Regions from separate parts of the Sus scrofa genome. Here region 1 is linked to region 2. Evidence: chromatin contacts called from public HiChIP or PLAC-seq data. All regions are on one chromosome and are shown on one strand. The core of a region is the stretch at or near the end of the contact, and the rest is flanking DNA. Distances in the headings are between cores, read along the strand shown. Region 1 holds the start of SKA2 (spindle and kinetochore-associated protein 2). Region 2 holds the start of TRIM37 (E3 ubiquitin-protein ligase TRIM37).

What was found. HiChIP or PLAC-seq counts read pairs in DNA pulled down with a chosen protein or histone mark.
Region 1: a contact with region 2 is called in an H3K27ac HiChIP or PLAC-seq map of skeletal muscle. The contact joins the promoter of SKA2 here to the promoter of TRIM37 in region 2. A contact is called at or near these places in 3 of 47 Hi-C or Micro-C datasets (embryonic fibroblasts, epiblast stem cells and liver) and 2 of 2 datasets of contacts at active chromatin or transcription factors (alveolar macrophages and skeletal muscle).

Annotation. Positions count from the first base shown.
Region 1 is chr12:35,430,570-35,435,297 of Sscrofa11.1, forward strand. SKA2 (spindle and kinetochore-associated protein 2) reads right to left here and starts at 2,725. Exons shown (of 4, transcript XM_003131674.5): 1 at 2,444-2,725. The coding sequence starts at 2,476. It overlaps PRR11 (proline-rich protein 11), which reads left to right and starts at 3,125. Exons shown (of 11, transcript XM_005668999.3): 1 at 3,125-3,258.
Region 2 is chr12:35,390,151-35,395,207 of Sscrofa11.1, forward strand. TRIM37 (E3 ubiquitin-protein ligase TRIM37) reads right to left here and starts at 3,268. Exons shown (of 25, transcript XM_021067287.1): 1 at 2,830-3,268; 2 at 285-386. The coding sequence starts at 2,850.

The sequences.
Region 1 (4,728 bases), core at 1,475-3,974, 40 kb after region 2:
TACTTAAAAGCAATTTGTGAAGAAAAACCTGCTTTATTCTTTCTTCCATGAAAAGCATTTTTCCAAACTACTCCATCATTCAACTATCTAAAAGTTTAAGACTAGCTACCTCAAAATTTTCTAAAACCCACTTTTTCCCAAGAGGTACATGTACTTGTTTTCCCCTTAAAATGTGTTCAATCTAAAAAATATCCTGGAGGGTTCCCACTGTGGCACAGCAGAAACGAATCCGACTAAGAACCATGAGGTTGAAGGTTTGATCCCTGGCCTTGCTCAATGAGATAAGAAGCCGGCATTGCTGTGAGCTGTGGTGAAGGTCGCAGAGGCAGCTCCGTTCTGGAGTGGCTGTGGCTGTGGCTGTGGCTGTGGCCTAGGCCCTTAGCTGTAGCTCGGATTAGACCCCTAGCCTGGGAACCTCCTTATGCTGCAGGTATGGCCCTAAAAAAAGCAGGGGGAAAAAAAAAGCCATAAAAAATATCCTGGGAGAATATTGACTCTAATGCAAAATTCGGAAAAGGGTTAAGTAGTACCTCAAAATTAAAACCTGAAGGGGAAAAATACTGTTAAGAGCATAATTAGTATCACTTAGCATCCTATAATTAGTCAGAGATACCCATCTGGAGTGAGGAATAATAATGGAGAAGGCAAGACCATATTAACATCTTTGCCTGTTGATAGAATCGAACTACAATACTTAACATGTTTGCATTTCTGAAAGACAGTTAATGGTAAGAATAACAAAATTTTGAACTAAAAGTTAGGTTTGAAAAGCTGCCTTCTGGAGTTCCCGTCGTGGCTCAGTGGTTAAGGAATCTGACTAGGAACCATGAGGTTGCGGGTTCAATCCCTGGCTTTTCTCAGTGGGTTAGGGATCCGGTGTTGCCGGGACCTGTGGTGTAGGTTGCAGACGCAGCTCAGATTCCGAGTTGCTGTGGCTCTGGCGTAGGCTGGTGGCTACAGCTCCGATTCGACCCCTAGCCTAGGAATCTCCATATGCCGCGGGTGCGGCTCAAGAAATGGCAAGAAAAAAAAAAAAAAAAAAAAGAAACAGAAAAGCTGCCTTCTTTGCAGCCATTTCTTACCTTTCCAATTTCCACACACACTCCCCGCAAAAGAAAATTAAAATTTCAGAAACAACTGAAAGCAAATGAAAGTTGATTCTGTATATGCGAGACACTAAAACACTACAATTCATTTAATATCTTAGAAAAAAAAATACTAACATACATCAAGGTCTCAAACTTTCTGGGGGTGGGAATGGGGTGTGACGATGATACTGTTTCTTCCAAGATCACTACACGTTGCAGGTATTTAAGTGTTGCAGGTATTTAAGAGACCCAAGGTTCATCTTGAAGGAAGCAGCAAAGGCACAATGATACCTGAGCAGTAATGCCAGGGAATGGCAGTGGTAGGAGGAAAGGACTGCGATGGAGATGGCTTCTTTACTTAATCTTGTTATTTTCCTTTAACAAAAAAAGGACAGGAATTCAATAATGGATGAGCCCTCCAAATTCCACATTTTAAAGGAAGTCAGCCCAATCCAAACACATGTAATACAGGAGGGGAAAAGACTGAAGACAGAACAAGGGAACTAAAAAGAAAAAAAGCGCGGGCGACCAAGTGGGTAATTTAGGGATGGAAGGGAGAGAATAAAGAGAACAAGTAAGGCAAGGATCCAAAGGAGAAACTAGGACGGCCTGCAATTTGGCGCGCTCCTGCAGGCCAAGCAGCAGCAGGAGTCCTTTCCAGTTACTCGCCCCCGCCCCCTACTTTCACAATGAATGAAACTAGGCAACTCCAGAGCAGGGGTGCCGTCCACGTCCCAGTCCCGCCCGCGCTCCAGGAAAGGAGCTCCTGGTTCAGATTCCCTTCTCTCCCTCACCGAAGGGCCAAAGAGAAACGAGGAGCTTCCTTGGCCGATAGGAAGTTATGCACACAAGTCTAGAATCCTATCTCAGACTTTTTCAGCTTGCCGAGAATGTGACGGTTCAGTCCTAAAGGGATTTCTCTCCGCCCCTCTCGGTTTACTCCCACCCCACCCTCCATGCCCGTTTCTCGGAGTGCAAACGACCTCGCCCCTTCTTAGGGTGTAAAGGAACCATTCCAATCACGCCTTTTTGGTGGAAATACACAGAAGGCTGTCTGCACCAGCCACAGCTCCTTAAGAGGCGGAAAGATGAGGTCAAGGAACAAGGAATTCCAAAGGCCCCGCACCCTCAGCATCTCCCGCCATTTCCCTCACGAGTTTCCCGGATGTAACGCCTTTCCCCGTGGCGGTTAAAAGAAACCAGGCGGTGGCGACTCCCTTCGGTGCAGGAGGAGGGAGCTAGTCTAGTCCAGCCTCCACCACCCAGGATTTCCGGCGACTCCTAATTGCGTTCCACCTTGGAGGCCATCCGGGAAAAATGAACTACCCAGCAGATCTCCTTCACTTTACACTCACCATCAGTTCAAGCTTATCGACCTCCGCCTCCATGTTGAATAGTTGACATTCCTCAGACCACGGCGGCGGCGCTTAAGCCGTAAACCGTACTAGCACTGAGGGTCCCTATTGGACAGCTGTCACTCAACACCTCGCACTCATTGGTTCCTCCGCTTCACCAGTGCCCGCCCATTGGCGATTGGGAGACGCCCCTACGCATGAAACACATTTTCTTGTTGGGCGAGGACACAAAACGCCGCAGGAGGATTGGCTGCTATACATTTTTTTTCTTCCATTGGCTGCATCCTCATCTCTACTTTCAATTTCACAGTTAGAGTTCCTCAGAGAAGAGCTTCCGATTGGTGCAATTGGAAGAAGAGCCAACCAATTACACAAAAGCTTCCACAAGCGACAACGGGGACGTGACACACCTTTCCTCGGCTGCTTCCCCTCCACTTCGCTCCCGCCTTCCCCCTATTCATACTAGAAGCGCCTCAGCTCTGATTGGCCAGAACGTGGTGCAACCTCAGCCAGTCAGAAGCTAGGCTGCGCTCCTGCACTACGCAGAGAGCAAATGGTGAAGAGACAAAGGCTATGATTGGTCCCTCCACGATAAGGTCTTAATTTTGAATTTTTCTTTATGGCGAGGGAGCGGCTACTCCCGGGACGTCATCGAACCCCTGGCCTCTTAGACTAGTAAGTGCAGGGAGATCTTCTTTTGTTACCTGGGCTCGCATCTGCCATAGCTGGGCCTGTTGCTGCTTGTGTTCTTACGGTTTACTAAGGTGGGGACTTTGGCTGGACTCGGAGGGGAGATGGAGGTGTTCTGAGTTTGGGTAAGAAGTACTCCGCCTGGGTCCACTCTAATCGTACTTCTTTTTAATTAACGCTCTGCAAAAATATATTTTGGAGTAAAGCATCTGCCTTCCTTTTGCCCATTCCTTTACTTGCGGTTCAAAACGTGGTTTGCAAACCCAAAAGTACCTGCATGACTTGGGCGCTTGTTAGAAATGTAGATTATCTGGCTCCACCCAGACCTACTGAATCAGAATATGAATTTTTAATAACCCCTGTGATTATTTTGCACTTTAAGTTTGAGAAAGTACATTTCTTGACAGGGATGAAGAGCCAACCAACTACTGTGTTCCTTGATATAGTCTTAATATCTTTCGAGTTTCTATGAGAGTGGCAATTTTAAAATTATGCCCTGTTTGCTTTGTGCCTAGTACTGCGCTGGACTAAGCTTTAGGGAGCTGCAATCTCTTTAGAGAAACAAGACGGGAACTAAAAAAGCAATGCTGCACAACATAAAGTGTAAAATTAAATATAAGCAAATATCAGAAATAGCCCTATGGGGAGTTCCCATTATAGTGCAGCGGAAACGAATCCGACTTAGGAACCATGAGGTTAGAGGTTCGATCCCTGGCCTCAGTTAGTGGGTTAGGGATCCGGCATTGCCCTGAGCTGTGATGTAGGTCGCAGGCGCAGATCGAATCCTTCGTGGTTGTGGCTGTGGTGTAGGCCGGTAGCTGGAGCTCGGATTCGACCCCTAGCCTGGGAACCTCCATATGCCACAGGTGCAGCCCTAAAAAGCAACAACAACAAAAAAGACTTGGAGTTCCCGTGGTGGCGCAGTGGTTAACGAATCCGACTAGGAACGATGAGGTTGCGGGTTCGATCCCTGCCATTGCTCAGTGGGTTAACGATCCGGCGTTGCCGTGAGCTGTGGTGTAGGTTGCAGACGCGGCTCGGATCCCGCGTTGCTGTGGCTCTGGCGTAGGCCGGTGGCTACAGCTCCAATTCGACCCCTAGCCTGGGAACCTCCATATGCCGCGGGAGCGGCCCAAGAAATAGCAAAAAGACCAAAAAAAAAAAAAAAAGACTATCTCCAGGGAGTTCCCGTCGTGACTCTGCAGCTAACAGACCCCCATTAGTATCCATAAGGAGGTGGATTGGATCCCTGGCCTTGCTCAGCAGGTTAAGGATCCAGCGCTGCCTTAAACTGTTGTGTAGTCGCTGTGGCTGTGGCCTGTGGCATAGACCAGTAGCTGTAGCTCCAATTGGACCCCTTGCCTGGGGAACTTCCTTATGCTGCGGGTGTGGCCCTAAAAAAACAACAAAACAAAAGACTGACTCCAGGAGTTCCTGCTCTGGCACAGAGGCAGGGACCCAGGCTCCATCCTCAGCCTGGCACAGTGAGTTAAAGATCTGGTGTTGCTGCAGCTGTTACATAGATTGCAACTTATGCTGAGATTCAATCCCTAGCCCCATATGCCTGCAGATCAGCCAAAAACGAAAAAAAAAAA
Region 2 (5,057 bases), core at 2,018-4,517:
ACTTTTTAAGTACTTATTAAATGTGCAGTGGTTTAATAACATAAATAGACTAAAATCACACTGGGCTTTGGTTTCCAGACACTTCATAGCAATTATCACTTGATGATAATTCATTTCCACAGTACTAAGCAATATGTCAATGGTCTCCCTATTAAGGAACATTCATTTAAGACATATTTCAAAAGGGGCATAAAAATGCAAAATTTTAAAAACACAAATGGTTAATTTTTACAATATACCCCACATATATTAAATGCATACATATAAAAGGAGATACAACTTACCCTGATACAGCTGAAACAACAAAGCTTGGAGCAATGAGGACACAGGCGTGCATCCCGCAATTTCTCCATACAAATGAAACATCGGAAAACCTCAGCAATGCTCTGTAAATAGTGTAAGATGTAAGGATCATCAGATTAGGCTACTGAATCAAGAGTAAAAGCATGCTTGCAATAATTCAATAGACATTTACATTTATTTTGGGTTGATAATATCTCAGTTTTAACTATATTCCATATCAGGACTTGTTTAGTCAAGGTCCAGGATACTTTAGAACATCTCTTGGGAAAAGATGCTTCCTTTTTTTCTAAGCTTCACAATGGTTCTAGTCTAAGAAAAAAATTATGAAATGCAGGAGTTCCTGTCTTGGCTCAGTGATTAACGAATCCAATTAGGAATCATGAGGTTGCGGGTTCAATCCCTGGCCTCGCTCAGTGGGTTAAGGATCCGGTGTTGCCCTGAGCTGTGGTGTAGGTTGCAGATGCAGCTCGGATACTGTGTTGCTGTAGCTCTGGTATAGGCTGGTGGTTACAGCTCCGATTAGACCCCTAGCCTGGGAACGTCCATGTGCCATGGGAGAAATGGCAAAAAGGACAAAAAAAAAAAAAAAAAATTATGAAATGCAAACATAGACTTATGCACAAATATTTTCACTGATACATTAATTATAAGAATCTAGCTACTGCCCAAATGTTGAAATATTAAAATTACAGCAGTTAACATAGATTGTGACATTCATTAGAAATATTTTTGAATTATTTAATGATAAAAAAAACCTTATGGAGTTCCCATTGTGGCTCAGTCGGTTAAGGAACTGAAGTAGTCTCCATGAGGGTGAGGGTTCAATCCCTGACCTCACCCAGTGGGTTAAGGATCCGGCGTTGCCATAAGCTGCGGTGCAGGTCACAGATGCAGCTTGGATCTGGTGTTGCCATGGCTGTGGTTTAGGCCTCAGCTGCAGCTCTGATTCGACCCCTAGCCTGGGAATTTCCATATGCTGCAGGTGCAGCCATAAAAAGAAAAAAAATCCTTATGATACATAATAGTGAGGAAAAAAGGGCAAACTATATGACTGAATGAACACTATGAATTTTCTTTGCAATTTCCCAAAGGGAATGGATTGCTTTTATAAATTTTTTAAGTATAAAAAGATAATTAATGGCAGTGTACTTTGATACAAAGAGAAACCAGGAATTCCTGTCATGGCTCAGTGGTTAATGAAACCAACTAGGAATCATGAGGTTTCGGGTTCCATCCCTGGCCTTGCTCAGTGGATTAAGGATCTGGCATTGCTGTGGCTGTGGCACAGGCCAGCAGCTACAGCTCCGATTAGACCCCTAGCCTGGGAACCTCCATATGCCGTGGGAGCGGCCCCAGAAAAGGCAAAAAGACAAAAAAAAAAAAAAAAAAGAGAGAGAGAGAGAGAGAGAGAGAAACCATGTAATTCAGAATCCAGAAATCTGAATTTAGGCCATAATGCTGCAACCAACTAGCTATTTATTTGAGCCTAAAATTCTGCCCCACATTGAGAATTTTGGCGCTAGCTCTAAGAAGGCTTTGCAAAGAAAAAAAATACATAAATAGAAGAAACAGCATTATCTTTACTAGCTTCAGGTGAATCAATCTAGAAAGTATCTGACAAGAAAACAGATTTAATTAGATGTAGATTATTTTACGTATTTTAAGTTTATTTCTCCAGTATTCACATTTATTTTCACTCCATTCTAGAGGAATTAAACTCTCCTAAAACCAAGGTAAGGTAACAAAACCTTTACAATACTTTCACATGAGGAATTATGGAGCAAATTAATCTAATCATGACTCTGCAGGACCAGAAAGAAACTGAGATGCAGACCCTGGGCGGTGGACAGTAAGACTACTGGATGAAGTAGTTTGAACTGGAGTGCTCAGAAATATAGTTGCCCCTTACTAAGAAGCCAAGATTTAGTATCTTAATAATTGGAATGTTCAAAATTTGAAATTATATAATTATGTCTAATAAGCCATCTTTTTATGCTCCTAGCCTTGACGTAAATATCCCAAGCATTTGAAATCACAGTATACAAGAGTCAGATATAAAAAGTATATTGCACTGGAAAACTACAAACAGGAGAGTAAGAGTATATCCTCATCTAATCTAAGAAGGGCAGCTGTAACTCTGGGAGAGAATGATTATTCACTCGGAGGGAGATTTGGATCCGCGCATAAACTCTTAAGAACTGGAGGTGAGTCCCAGGGCACGTTCATCCAATGAATTTGCAGTTTTGCTCTGAACAGGCTGTAGTTTACAAGGACCCTGTGGGGATGAGTTCCGGTGCCAAGACATCCTGAAATTGCCCGAATAGGCACCACCTGACTGACTGCGGGAACGGTCAGAGCACAGGGCACCTGGAGGCTGCAGAGCGAACCCGGTGTCTTTCGCACTGGGCCAGCCCTCTCCACAGCGGCAGCGGCGGGGTGGGGGGTGCCCTACGACAAGGGGCCCCAAATAAAGAGCGCTCAGCGGGTGGCGAAGAAAGCCAGCCACCACCTCCTCCAAGCCCTCACCTCAACGCTCTGTTCATCCATTGCCTCCAGCTCTCGGCGGGGCCCTCGGCGAGCCGCGGAGTCCGTGGTCTGACCTATGAGGCGCCGGCCGGAGGTCGCCAGGTCAAATCGCCGCGGAGAACAGCCAAGCGCCCACGTCAGGGGGCTCCGACGACCGCCCCACTCGCGCGCCCCATCGCTTCGGGTTCGGCTCCAGCTACCCCCACTTCGCCATTTTTATCCGCGCGCCCGTCCTAGGACGCAGCGGGAGGGTGAGTGGTAGCTGCAGCTCCTTTCCTCCCGGCTCAGCAGCCCGCTAGCGACCGCGAGGGAGCCTCGGCCCACGTGACGCGGGCGCGCGCGTATCGAAACGGCGCTAGTCTCCTGCGAAGAAGGTGCTGCAGGGAATTCGCAAACACCAACGGTAACCAGGGTAGCGGAAGGCGCGGTGTGAGGAAAGGCGCGGCGCGCGCATTACGCATGCGCGCAGGCCGCCGCACTGAGGCAGCGGGCCAGAGGCGGGCGCCTAGTTCCCGCGGTGCGGGGCGCACACGAGATTTGGCCGTTCGCTGCCGCAGGGTTGGGTGCCTGCGGCCGGAGCTAAAGCAGGCGGCGGTGAGGAAGGCGTTTGACCGCGCCCGCCCCCCCTTAGGGGAGGGGCTGCGCTCTACCGGACGCAAACTTTTGCGCGCCAAAAGCAGGAGCACCTGGAGGGTTTATGGAAAAGGCGGACTCTGGAGCCACACCCCTACGTATTCAGATTCGGTGAGCCTAAGGTGGGGCTCCACGAAATCAACTTACTCTCAGAGATTGGCTGTAGGTGGCCTGTGGCCCGCACTTTGGGAAACCGGGACTGCTGGTTCTTTCTCCCGGAGCAAGCCCAGATTCTCAGATTTTTAAGACTTCCGTCCCACCTACCGACGCAAAGCTCCATATTGTGAAGCCTAGTGCTAGTCATTGTTGGGGTGGGGGGACGGGACCACGGACTCTGTAGCTGTCAGACCCACACCACACCACACCCGCCCTGCATTGCTTTCGGCTTGAGGTGAGCTGTCGACACGAGACTACAGAAAGTGCCAGAGCATCTGCTTTATACTATTTTCTACCGTAAAAAGTGTTGAAAGATTGCAGAAGGATTGAAGGTTTACATGAAATTCTTAATTTTCCGTTCCGGTTTGTTGCAAACACCTGTTACCCTTAAACCCAACTAGAATGCACCTGAAGAGAATCAACAATAATCTAGGAAGAAGTTCTTAAAATACCAAGGCATTTGGACCTTCAAGTGGGCAATAACAATTTTCTTAGGAGTTCCCGTCGTGGCTCAGTGGTTAATGAACCCGACTAGGAACCATGAGGTTGCGGGTTCAATCCCTGGCCTTGCTCAGTGAGTTAAGGATCCGGCGTTGTAGTGAGTTGTGTAGGTTGCAGACGGGACTCGGATCCCACGTTGCTGTGGCTCTGGCATAAGCCGGCAGCTACAGCTCTGATTAGACCCCTAGCCTGGGAACCTCCATATGCTGCAGGAGTGGCCCTAGAAATGACAAAAAATAAAAAAAAATTAAAATGACCTCAATTATACATTTTAATAATGGCTAATGGGGAAGTTCCCTGGTGGTCTAGTGGATAGATAGCCAGGCTTTCACCGCTTGCACCTGGGGTTCAATCCCTGGCTTGGGAATTGAGATGCTATGTATAGCCGCTGCATGCAGTGGGCCAGAATTCCTTAATAATGGCTAATGTTATGATGAGTGAACTTCAATTTAAAAAATTGTCTAACTTGGGTTTCAAAGAGTAATGAGACATGGTCTTTATAACCCAGTAAAGCAGAAAAGGAGCAAGACAAATTACAATGTATGATAAATATTAAAATATGTTCCTGTTTACTACATATATTCGCCCAAGAGCCCCCAAATTTTTAACGATCACAATAGTTCATAATAGTGAAAAAAAATTGGAAAACCTGCACAATTAATTAGGGGTCATTGCTTACAAGGATAGTCGGATTCTGGCTAACTTGAACAAAAAAGAAGTTAGTTGGCAGGATGCTAAACCACCCTGTGTAGTGGGGAAACCTGTGGTCTGCCCCATCGGAATTCCTTAAGGAAAGACTGACCTTTTTTGCCCTCGCCCTATGCCCCCCACCAAAATCTCCCAACATGTCTATTACACAACTTAAATGCTTGTCAATGAGGAACCGTTAAATATTATAGTAAATTCATACACATAGCTATTCAAAACAGTGGCAGATG